Regions from separate parts of the Triticum aestivum genome. Here region 1 is linked to region 2. A link is a contact called in public Hi-C data. All regions are on one chromosome and are shown on one strand. Each heading gives the region's core, a stretch centred on a gene start, on an enhancer-like site or on the middle of the called end of the contact. The rest is flanking DNA. Distances are from core to core; before and after follow the strand shown. Region 1 holds the start of LOC123169382. Region 2 holds the start of LOC123167865 (tubby-like F-box protein 12).

Region 1 (5,634 bases), core at 1,720-4,219, 220 kb before region 2:
GAATAGGCGATATCTGGTGATCAAGGGGGGGGGCTTGCCTGGTTGCTTTGGCAAGTAGGGGTCATCAACAGCGTAGTCTGTCGAGGCACCAGCAGCGGCGTCGGTCTCATAGTCTACCGAAGAGAAGAGGGGGAAGAAACAATGAATACAATGCAAACAGATGCATAACGATGCATGACATGACAAAGCGTGAGGCTAGGTGTGCCCAAACGCGGTACTAGGTGATACCGGCGAAGGGGGGAAACATCCAGGAAAGTATTCCTGATGTTTCGCGTTTTCGGACAGATGGACCGGAGGTGAAATGTTGCAGGTTCACTAAGCTAGGGACGTGTGGTGAACGAACGGGCTGCGTATCCGGATTTGTCTCGTCATTCTGAGCAACTTTCATGTAAAAAGTATTTTCAATCCGAGTTATGGTTTATTTTATATTAATTTTCTAAGTTTTATTCATTTCCTGAAATTATTTAATAAATTTTAATCCGAGTTGACCAAGTCAATTTGACCGGTCAAAAGCAGAGGTGGTGGCCCACATGTCACTGCTTTATTAATTTCAAAAAGGATTTATCTAATCTAATTAGGTGGACCCATATGTCATTCACACATAATACTAAGTAAACAATTCATGCAACCTAACTAATCCTAGACTAATCTAATCGGGCCGGCCTCCTGGCCAGAGGCAACAGCTGCAGCCGTAGGAGCTATGCGCGAGCAGCAGCTAGCGATTAGCAACAGCTAGTAAGCAGCATCAGTAGGCAAGCAGCAGCAATTAGCATCAACAGCTAGCAAGCAGTGCAGTAGAGCCAACATCGCAGGAGAGAAGCGACGCATCAACAGGAAAACAGTACATGCCAAGAGCAGCAGCAATACGCACGCGGGGAGGCGTTAGGCGACAGGCAGCAGGGACGGGCGGTGCGGTGGCTCGTAGAGGCGGGCGCCAGCGTGGCGCGAGGCCAAGGCGCGCGGGACGCAGGCGCGGTCGCAGTGATGAGCAGCGGCAGCAACGGGCCTCAGCGACAGAGGGCCACGACAGTGGGCGCGACCGGGGGATCACGGCGCGAACAGAGGGCGCGCGTGTGGAGCACGGGCGCGCGTGCGTGCGGGGCCCAAGGCACAGCCACGGGCGGCTGGGCGCGTACGGCGGCCGCGAGCTCCGGCCATGGCGGTCGAACAGCGGCCTACGGTGGTGGATTCGACGGGGAGGAAGGGGGACGGAGCGAGGAGCTCACCACCGAGCCAGGGAGAGGCCGGAGAGGGTCGGGGAGGCGTCGACGGCGGTAGATCGAGCGACGACAGTGGTGGATGTAGTCGACGGAGACGACGATTGCGACGGCTCAGAGGGGCTCCAGCTGGAATCGGCGCTTGCAGTCGATGAAGAAGAGGACGTCGGTGCTCCTCGACATGGTGCGGCGACGAGGGATGGCCGGTGGCCGCGGGATCGACACGGAGACGGTGATGACAGAGCTCGGGCGACGGCTTCAAGCGAGGAGGGGGCGAGAGTGGGGAGGAAAAGTGAGCTAGGGTTCGGTCCGCGGGGGGGGGGGGCGACCTTATCGGACGAGGGAGCCGGCGGATGCTCGACACGCGGCCATCTGAGCCATGGACGAGCGCTGCTCGTCCAGCACGTCCTCTGTGAACAGGGATAGGAGGAGGTGCAGGGTGGGCCGGGCCTTATACTATAGAATTAAAGCCCAAGTGTACATTAGGTTCTACCTTCTTTATATTTTATTTTTTTACACTGTTTTAAATTAAGTAGAGCCATCAATTGATTTTTGTAAAAAGTGTAACTTGCCTCATAATTCAAATTGCATTGAATGGCACTGCCACAAAAAGTTTTACTCCAGAATAAATTAGTTTAATATTTCTATATTTTCAAAAGCAATTAAATTATTATTTTAGCACTGTTTTTAATTAGTTTAGGGCATTTAAACACTTTGTAAAAGGTTGGTTCCACGACCAAAACTAGTTAGGGATTATTTGCCATATGATGAACATTTTATTTTTAACATTTGAAAACTTTTATTGTTTGCTTGATTTTGAATTTGAATTTGAATCGGTTTCGAACTAACGCGAAATTAGCAACAGTAACAGAGGTGACGTGGCATCATTAGCAGAGGTTCACTGTAGCTTAATTATCCGGGCGTCACAGAATACATAATTAATATATTTTTTAAAATTTATTTTTTGCTAGTCCCTCTGTTCACAAATATAAGATGTCCTAACTCTTTTGTGAACGAGATGTAGATAGACATATTTTAGTGTGTTTGTTTACTCATTTCAGACCATATGTAGTCCATATTAAATTGTCCAAATAATTTTATATTTGTGAACAGAGGGAGTACTTTTTTCATAAGCATTATACATTTTTCATATACATTAGGAACATTTTATGTATACACGTTTAATATTTTCCCATATACGTGATTAACATTTTTTTAAACCTATTCTTTATCTCTATTTTTTCAAACACATTGTACGTTTTTTTATACATCAGATTTTTTGTATACATGTTTAACATTTTCCAAATACTTTATTAACATTTTTGAATACTTATACATTTTATGTCTATTTTTATTCACATTGTACATTCGTATTATAGATTAGAATTGTTTTGCACATATTTAACATTTTCCAAATAGATATTTAACAGGTTTTGAAAAGTTATATTTTTATGCCTATTTTTTCCATACACATTGTACATTTTTTGTATGCATCGGTAAAAAAAATTCTATACACATTTAACATTTTTCAAATGCATGATTAGCATTTTCATAATATTTTATGTAATTTTTTGTAGTCTATGTATTAAGAATATTTGCAAATATAAATAAAATTCTAAAAAGAAAGCAAAAAAATAAAGTAAAGAAAAACGACGCTCTGGCCTGCCAAGCGCTGGGCCGGGCCAGTCTCTTACTCGCGCTACGCGCGAAATAGGGATCGCCGTGTCCGTGTGCAGCCGTTCCGTTCCAGTTCCACCACCCGCGCCTCATCCACAACAAAACGGGCGCGACATGTGCTCGATGTTTTCCCTCTGAGACCACGCGGCCATGGCGCTCGCCTTCCTCCCACCCGCGCCCGCAGTCCACCATCCGCCGCGCCCCCTCAATCCCCCGCCGCTCGCGTGCGCCACCAACACCGGCTTCTCTTTCCTCTTCCCACCGTCCTCCCGCTGGCCCTCCCTGCAGAGGGCCAGCTCCGCGGCAGCCGGCGATGGCGCCGGCTCGTCAGAAGCGCCGGGCGACAGTTCGCTCGACGCAGACCTCCTCAGGAGAGTCTCCGGGGCAGAGGACGCGGACCGAGCGCTGGACATTGTTGCGGAGTCGCTGGGAGGCGGGGCCGGCTCCGGCTCGAAAGCGTCTCTCGACTCGTCCGACTGCAACGCGATAGTAGCGGCAGCGCTTGACCGGGGCAACGTCGATCTCGCGCTCTCCGTCTTCGACGCGATGCGCTCCGGCCTGGCGCGAGGTGAGCTCGCCTTGCTCTTCTGCTATATCATCCATTCACGAGTTGCTTGAGTGCTGCTGAGTCCGGTGTCCAACTCTGAGTTTGCAGTAGGGCGCTGGAGCTGGGCAAGGCCGGACGCGCGGACCTACGCGTTGCTAGTCCAGCGATTGGCGGCGGCTCTGCGCGTTTCTGATGCTATCAGGATAGTCGACTATGTGTCCCGTGCGGGTGTATCTTCTGCAGAGGAGGTGAGGTTTCGTGTTAGGAACTCATGTGCCAGAGCAATGGTCGTGTGCCTATGTCATCTGTAGCATGATGCTTGTGCAAGTATCATTTTGATTTCTGACCCATGAAGTTGTAGTTTTAAAAACCCTTTGTTCAACCTTTTAATGATAGATAGACACCTCGCACAACACGAAATATCTGGCTGCTATCTATCTCAGTGCTTACTTTCTTCTTTTTCCAGCTTTTCAGTTTAATTCTATCTAGACTTAATTTACAACTCCAATCATCTTAATTTGTGACTTTGGATATGAATAAGTGCAATACAAAATGATTCCCAGAAAAATCATCTTGCCATGCCATTTTCGTAGCATTTCCATCAAGATACGAATAATATCTACCAAGAAATTGCAAATAGTAAATTTAACAGATAGCAATAAGGGCATCTCCAACAGCGACCCGCAAATTTCCTCCTGCATCCGTCCGCGGACAGGGAGGAACCAGTCTGCGGACACGGATGCGGGAGGCGGCCATCCAACGTTGCCCACATACATTTCAACAACTTTTTGAACCAAACTGACAAAATTCGTGCAAACACGGCGGATTTTGATATAAACCGGAAGAGATTCATGCAAACAAGGCAGATTTCATATAAACATGACGAAATTCATTACATTTCGGACATACTTCAACTAATAGCGGAGCTCGTCCCACTCTGGAGGTATAATTTCAGAGATACTTCTATTCTAAACCTACTAAATGATCGCCGGCACCCGTTCCCCATGTCCGACCATGAGCCCCGTGAACTGAAGCTTCACCTTCTCCAATTCTGCCTCGGCGCTCTCCAGCTCCGCCTCCGTAACTTCCACCTCCGGAGCCCCGGGAAGTGAAGCTGTCCGTCTCCACGTCGCTGCCAAACGACTAACCGGCCGATGATGCTCAGCCCACCAAGCTTGGCTTCAACGGGAGGGGAGGGGCGGTGGCCTTCTTGGGACCCAAGTGGCGGCGACCTACCATGCATTACTCTTCCTCGCTGCCAACGGCGCCCACAAACGTGCCGGCTTCATGGTCGTGGCGGCAGGGCACGGGTGCTGAGGGTGGCTCCTCATCGTCGGATTTGCCCCACACCGCGCCTCGTCGAACTCCTTGTAGATGGCCTCCAGTTCCGCCTGACGCTGGCGGTACCGCAAGCGGTTGAGGCGGATCTCGCAGGCGGAGCGTACGAGTCGAGCAACGCTTTCTGCTCCGCCACGTTGGCGTCCGGCACGATCGTCCTGCCGGTGCGATCTGCTCCTCCGCCTGCCGGTGCTCCTGGAGGAGCTGGTGGTTGTAGGCGGCGTCGGCTTGTGCCTCCCGGAATCGCTCCTCCCGCACCATGTCCATGTAATGGGCATGGGCCTCGCCGATGGTCTTGGTGCAATGCACCGGCGAGGGTGGCACGGGCGAGGATGGTGGCGCCGGCTCGACCTCGGCCTCGTCCTCCATTGGGACGTCGTCGGTCTCCGGCTGGTTGGCGGCCATCTCCTTCTTCTGGTCAGACGAGAGGCTGTCCCAGAGGGCTTTGGAGCGCGAGGAGGACATGGTGGGCGTGGTGCGGAAAGGAGAAAGGGACCAGAGGAGGATGAATGCGGCTATGGCAGGGGCTGCAGTTTATATAGCGGGCGAGGCGGCAATGGTGGGCGGCAGAGGGATTGACGGTTGGCGTCGGAGGAGTCGCCTCGGCAACCGCGTGTCATTAATGTGGGCGGCAGACGAACGGGCGAACGGCCATCTTGTCGTTTGAACGCGGAGCAGTTGCTTGCACCGGGAAGCGGCGAGGGCAGCACTCTCTCAGCCGGCACGCCGCTTCAATGCCAGCGCCAATGAGAGGTCGCGTCCGCTCTGGGCGGGCATGAATGCGGCACTGACGCTCTGGAGCGGCGCTGACCGTTTCGGGCAGGAAGCGTGCGCGGGCGAGGGAGGGGGTTTGGG
Region 2 (6,189 bases), core at 2,984-5,483:
AGGTTAGTCACCAAAAATGATATAAAATTGCTATAAGATGAATATAAAACATCCAAGATTAATAATATAACAACATGGAACAATTAAAAATTATAGATACGTTGGAGACGTATCAATATTCGGGATGCACCATCGTCCCACGAGGCCATGGCACGGCGTGCCCGCCGCGCAAGGCGCCGGGCACGGGAGGCGGCGGCGGACATCGGCGAGGCGGAGTCACATTCTCCGGCGCCCTGTATGGGGCATCAGTCCAGGTGACGCAACCGCATCGTGGTGGTTGTCGACGGCTCGTCCCCTGATGAATCCATCATCGATCTGACATCCACCGATACCGTTTGGGTTCCCGACTCCGAAGAGAAAGAGTAGGGCATGGGAGACGGCGGTGCCTTGAGTCCTGTGAGCAGGCTCGTGTCCCATGCCCTACTCTACCTTGCCGGTGACCGGACCAACATTCCGAGGAGCGCAACCTATCGCCGGACATGGCTAGGGCGGAGCCGGGCGAGCGGGGAGCGGCACCGGGCGAGCTCCGTTTAGATTAGGTTTCATGTTGCATGTAATAATATGGATTTGAGGTTTTTAATTTGAGGTATCTGGATGTGGAATGCATTTTTTGAGGCATGCCCGGTCACTGTTCACGGACGCGACCAGGCGCGTCCGCGGACGTTTGAGGGGTCGGATTTGCCAAGTCCGGCTGTAGATGCTCTAACACAGTCACCACATATAATCACTTTCCTAGTAGTGATTGCACATCAGGGTATTTTTAATATTAGTGGGTACGAACTACAATGAATAAATAGATCAAACCGATGAATTACTTAAGTTTCAATCATATTAACTTACTAGTACAGTTTCACAATATTAAGTTTCTATCTCCGTGCAACTTAACACAAAACTTTTTTGATAAGTAAAGCTAGTGTCACCTTTTTATTTGTTGTTAGATCCGAGATGAGAATATTTGATACTAGGAAAATTGAATAATTCCAAGTGAGAGTTCTTCGAAAAGAACAAGTGGGTAGAAGAACAAACAGCTAGCAGCATAACCATCAATAGTGTGATTTAGCACGTAGCAAACAGATTCAAGAGGTCTAGCAACAAAACAATCTGAATAATCACATAATAAACAGATTCAAGAGGTCTAGCAACAAGAAACATCAATGTAGATGAAATATACAACAAGAACCAACTTTTTGAGCAAAAGCTCCAGATATACCTCTGCTCTTGTTGTTAATGCCGTTGATGTATTTCAATCGCTGAGAAAAGCAAAGGTTCTCTGCCTTTTCTTCTACACAATTTCTCGTCCAAGACAAGTGTTTTTGGAGGAGAATAGGGTAGTACAAGAATAGACAACAAGCAAGAAGAAAAGCACAATAAATTGTTTTTGCACAACGCTGATATTTCTCTACATTAGTCCCTCTTCATCCATTGTTATGATGTGCTACTTCTTGAGCTTGCGTTGTTTTTCCCTTAAAGAGGAAAGTGTGATGCAGCAAAGTAGAGATAAGTATTTCCCTCAGTTAGAGAACCAAGGTATCAATCCAGTAGGAGACAACGCACAAATCACCAATACCTGCACAAAAAATCAAACACTTGCACCCAACGCGATAAAGGGGTTGTCAATCCCTTCACGATCATTTGCAAAAGTGAGATCTGATAGAGATAGATAAAACTAAACAAAAGATAAAGTAAATATTTTAGGGGTTTTTGGTTTATAGATCGAAAAGTAAAAGTTTGCAAAATAGTAGACCAGAAACTTATATGATGGAAAATAGACCCGGGGGCCATAGGTTTCACTAGAGACTTCTCTCAAGATAGCAAATAATACGGTGGGTGAACAAATTACTGACGAGCAATTGATAGAAATGCGCAAAGTTATGACGATATCTAAGGCAATGATTATGAAATATAGACATCACGTCCGTGTCAAGTAGACCGCCTCCTGCCTGCATCTACTACTATTACTCTACACATCGACCGGCCTTGCTACCCCTACTGTCACTGGGTGAGGACACCGCAAGATTGAACCCAAAGCTAAGCACTTCTCCCATTGCAAGAAAACCAATCTAGTTGGCCAAACTAAACCGATAGTTCGAAGAGAGTTACATAGATATCAAATCATGCATAAAAGAATTCAGAGAAGATTCAAATAATATTTCATAGATAAGCTGGTCATAAATCCATAATTCATCGGATCTCGACAAACACACAGCAAAAGAAGATTACATCGGATAGATCTCCAAGAACATCGAGGAGAACATGGTATTGAGAATCAAAGAGAGAGAAGAAGCCATCTAGCTACTAGCTATGGACTCGTAGGTCTGTGGTAAACTACTCGCGCTTCATCGGAAGGGCAATAGAGTTGATGTAGAAGCCCTCTGTGGTCGAATCCTCCTCCGGCAGGATGCCGGAAAAGGCCCCAAGATGGGATCTCACGAGAACAGAAGGTTGCGACGGTGGAAATGTGTTTTCGTGGATGCCTTTGGTGGTTTGGGAATATATGTGAATATATAGGGCCAGGGGTTAGGTCAGAGGAGTCCCGAGGAGGCGACAAGGCAGGGGGCGCGCCCTCCCCCTTGCCGCTGCCTCGCGGCTCTTCTGACTTGATCTCCAAGTCTCCGGGGTGTCTTCTGGTTCAAGAAAAATCATCGCGAAGATTTTATTCCGTTTGGTATTCATTTTCTGCGAAGCTCAAAAATAAGAAAAAAAACAGAAACTGGCACTAGGCTCTATGTTAATAAGTTAGTCCAAAAAATAATATAAAATAGCATATTAATGCATATAAAACATCTAAAACAGATAATATAATAGCATGAAACAATCAAAAATTATAGATACGTTGAAGACGTAACAAAAAGATACTATATCGCTTCCCATTTACGAGTGCATTACACACGTATAGAAGGCGCTATACGAGAGAAAACAGACAATATACACAATTAATTTGCCCTGCCACAAATCGACGGTCCACAATATATGTCTTGCCGATCCCGCGTGCAACAAACCCCCTCGTGCTGAAGGAGGCCTGCAGAAGACCCGGTGCGAGAAGAAAGTCACTATAGTCAGTTTTCTTGGATGACGTTGAGGCATGATGAGTATTTTGATCTAGCCAACGAAGAATAATGTGGTGTCGACATTGTTATTTTCTTTTCTCTTGACTCACGAAGCCAAAAAAAAAAGTCACATGTGTCGGCAATGCTACGTACGTGGCTTAAAAACAGATATTCAGCTAGGCACGTTGCCAGACTAGCAGTAGCAGTTTGTTTGCGTGGCACACGGGTGAGGGTCATCCACGGCCAGCACTAGATGCTTCTGTTCCATATGCATCGTCGTTATGAATATTAGCAGCATAGCATTGACAAAAATGTCATAGACGCTGCAAAGAGCCAAAGATCATGTGTGGACAATCCATCTCACGGCATCTAAAGTCAATCTGGAATTGGTAAACCGATGCCCAAATCAATTATTATTGTATCGTGGAAGAAACTTTGGATTTATGCATACCACTGCACTACAAGAGAACATTATAAGTAACAAAATTTATAAACAGGTTTGTGGACCACCTACCAACAACTATAATTCATATTTAAAATTGATATTACTTGGACGGAGGAGAGATGTAGATCCAGAAAGTCATACATGGCTTATCTAGTTGCTACTATTACATATGTACTTACCGTTCACCGATGCAGATGGGCACCAATCAATACTCTACTCTTGTTCACCCTAAAGAAAACAATACTCTTCCTCGCAAAAAAAAAAACAATACTCTATTCATGTGAAACAAAACCTTTTTATTTCAAAACAAAACCCTTGTTATTTAAAAACACTAGTCTTATTTTGAAAACGTCTTACTCCACCCCAAGTCCCGTCATGCAGGGAGTGTGAAAGTAAGCAGAAGAGGATGAGATACCGCTGAATTGGCTTCTGGGTCTGTCCGGAGTGTAGACTAATCAGGCACAATACCGGACTTTCATCAATTTCCTTTGTGATTTCGGTCATCTACAACTAAACACAACATCAGGCTTTTCCGGCGAATCCAGCAAACTTGTGTACGTAGTACGGTAAAAGTCGATCCGTATAACTCATTTAGCAGTCAGCAGATGTGCACATTTGTATAATCGGAGAACTACAAGAGTACACGACGGCCGGCCGGGCGGCCAGCCAATGTGCTGGGCCGGTTGGTGAGGTGGTCATGTGAAACAAAACCTTTTTTCCATCCAATTTAAAAAAAAAGGAATCCTCTCACGATTCGCTCCCCTCCTCCCTCCGGTCTTCCTTCTCCCCCCTCCCCTACCGACCTCCAAACCAAGTCCCATTTCCCCATCTCAATCCCCCTCCCATAAATCCCCTAGCCTCGCCTCCCGAATCCCCTCTCGCCTCCGCCGCAGCGGCTGCAGAAGATCGGCCGATACACCGGACCGGGCTCCTCCTCCGTCCCCGTGCCGTTCCACCTTTTCCTGCGCATCTTTTGGAGCAAAGCTCGCGCCGGAAAGCCTTTTTCTCGCTGGAGGAGAAAGGTCGCGGGTTCAATCACAGGTGGAAAGCTCGTCGCTTTTGCTCCCCTGTCCGTCTTCTTTGGCTTCCGGGGGCTTTGGGGAAAGCGGAGGAGAGATCGCTCGCTGCTGGCCTCGGCCGCAAAAGGTTGGGATCTCCTCCCCGCGGAAGAGGAAGAATCTCTTTCAAGTTTTGGGTCGTCAGGTCGAGGAGCTCGATTTGGGGCCGGTGAGATGGCCGCTCCTCCTCCTTCACTCTTCCTCCTCTGCATCCACCAACGCCTCCATTTCTGGCGTCCAATTCCTCCACTTTTTGCAGCGAACTTCATATATCTAGCATATGTTTCCAGCGCTCTGATTGCTCGATTCCATGTTTATTTTCTTTTGTTTAGGCTTAGATGAATTGTAAATTCTTTTTCTCTTCCATTTCACAACATAGAAGTACGGGTTTTCTCTGAAGTTTCTGTAGATCTTGTACCTGCCACAGTAGCAAAGAGATGTTACTATGCAACTGCACTGCAGGTCATAAAGGATAAAAAGGTCAAACTTTGTTCCTCTGAGAAGAGTGGGTCAAAATTGTGGTGCCATGCCTGACGTGTGGCACGATTAGGTTTATACCAGTAAAATGGCGCCTTCTGTTAGCCTTTCGCCATCAGTGGGCTTTGTTTTTTCCATCCACCCATCGCCGTCAGAGAGTTGGCTGTCTGTGTAGCCAATTTCCCATCATCTATCGTGCATTCAGTGCGCGACTAGAACCGCTAGCCCACTGACTCGAGACTATTCAAACAAGAATGGTATTAGTAACGAAGCTGTATTAGTAATCTCTAGTCCGCGATTCGTTAGTCTATACGCGCTGATTGCTTTTCCTAGTGGATGATTATTTTACAGCACCACTAGACGCTAATCTTCCTCCTATTTTGCTTTCCTTGTGTATATGCAGTGCCGGAAAGCTCATTCAGAAGACCTTGACCACTAGGAAATCGGGGAAGTTCTGGTTGTCATCGCAGAGTCTCCGGCAGATATGTCTTTCCGCAGCATAGTCCGCGATGTTAGAGAGAGCTTCGGAAGCTTATCAAGGCGGGGCTTTGACGTGAGGATTTCAGGCCTCCCTGGTCTTTCCGGCCATCATCACCGGGGGAAATCTTTCGGGCCACCGGGTGAGCCGCACGGCGGAGCTGTGGTGGCTGATCAGAATGGCTGGGTTGGCCTTCCTCCTGAATTACTTCGTGATGTGATGAAAAGGCTGGAGGAAGGCGAGAGCACTTGGCCCTCGCGCAAAGATGTCGTAGCTTGTGCGGCGGTCTGCAGCGCGTGGAGAGAGATCTGTAAAGATATAGTTCAGAGCCCGGAGTTCTGTGGGAAACTCACTTTTCCGGTGTCGCTTAAACAGGTAAACATCCAACTGAATTTATCATGAATATTTGCAGCTGTCGTTCATGATGGGTAGCTTGTATTTTTTTCTCATGTTACAGCCTAAATAAAAAATTGAAACTGGGAAATGGTGGTCGCGTGAATCTTAAGAAATCGACATAATAGTAGTTGGTATGCTTACCTAGTAGTAATTTGTAGCAATTTTCTCGTAGGCAATTGAAAAGTAAGATATGCCTGCTTACAAAAGTTTGCCTACTGAAAAGTAGCAGATAGAGGCTTCTTAAGTGAGAAAGACATGCCTACCTACGTCGATGCCTACATAGTGCAT

The links. Hi-C and Micro-C count contacts between places; a contact is called where the count stands out from the background.
Region 1: a Hi-C map of leaf shows a contact between it and region 2, with 7 times the contacts expected there. The contact joins the promoter of LOC123169382 here to the promoter of LOC123167865 in region 2. A contact is called at or near these places in 5 of 5 Hi-C or Micro-C datasets (leaf, root and an unstated tissue) and 1 of 1 datasets of contacts at active chromatin or transcription factors (leaf).

The regions. Positions count from the first base shown.
Region 1 is chr7D:415,164,910-415,170,543 of IWGSC CS RefSeq v2.1, reverse strand. It overlaps LOC123169382, which reads left to right and starts at 2,969. Exons shown (of 12, transcript XM_044587220.1): 1 at 2,969-3,462; 2 at 3,550-3,689. The coding sequence starts at 3,045.
Region 2 is chr7D:414,944,037-414,950,225 of IWGSC CS RefSeq v2.1, reverse strand. It overlaps LOC123167865 (tubby-like F-box protein 12), which reads left to right and starts at 4,233. Exons shown (of 5, transcript XM_044585725.1): 1 at 4,233-4,719; 2 at 5,431-5,880. The coding sequence starts at 5,512.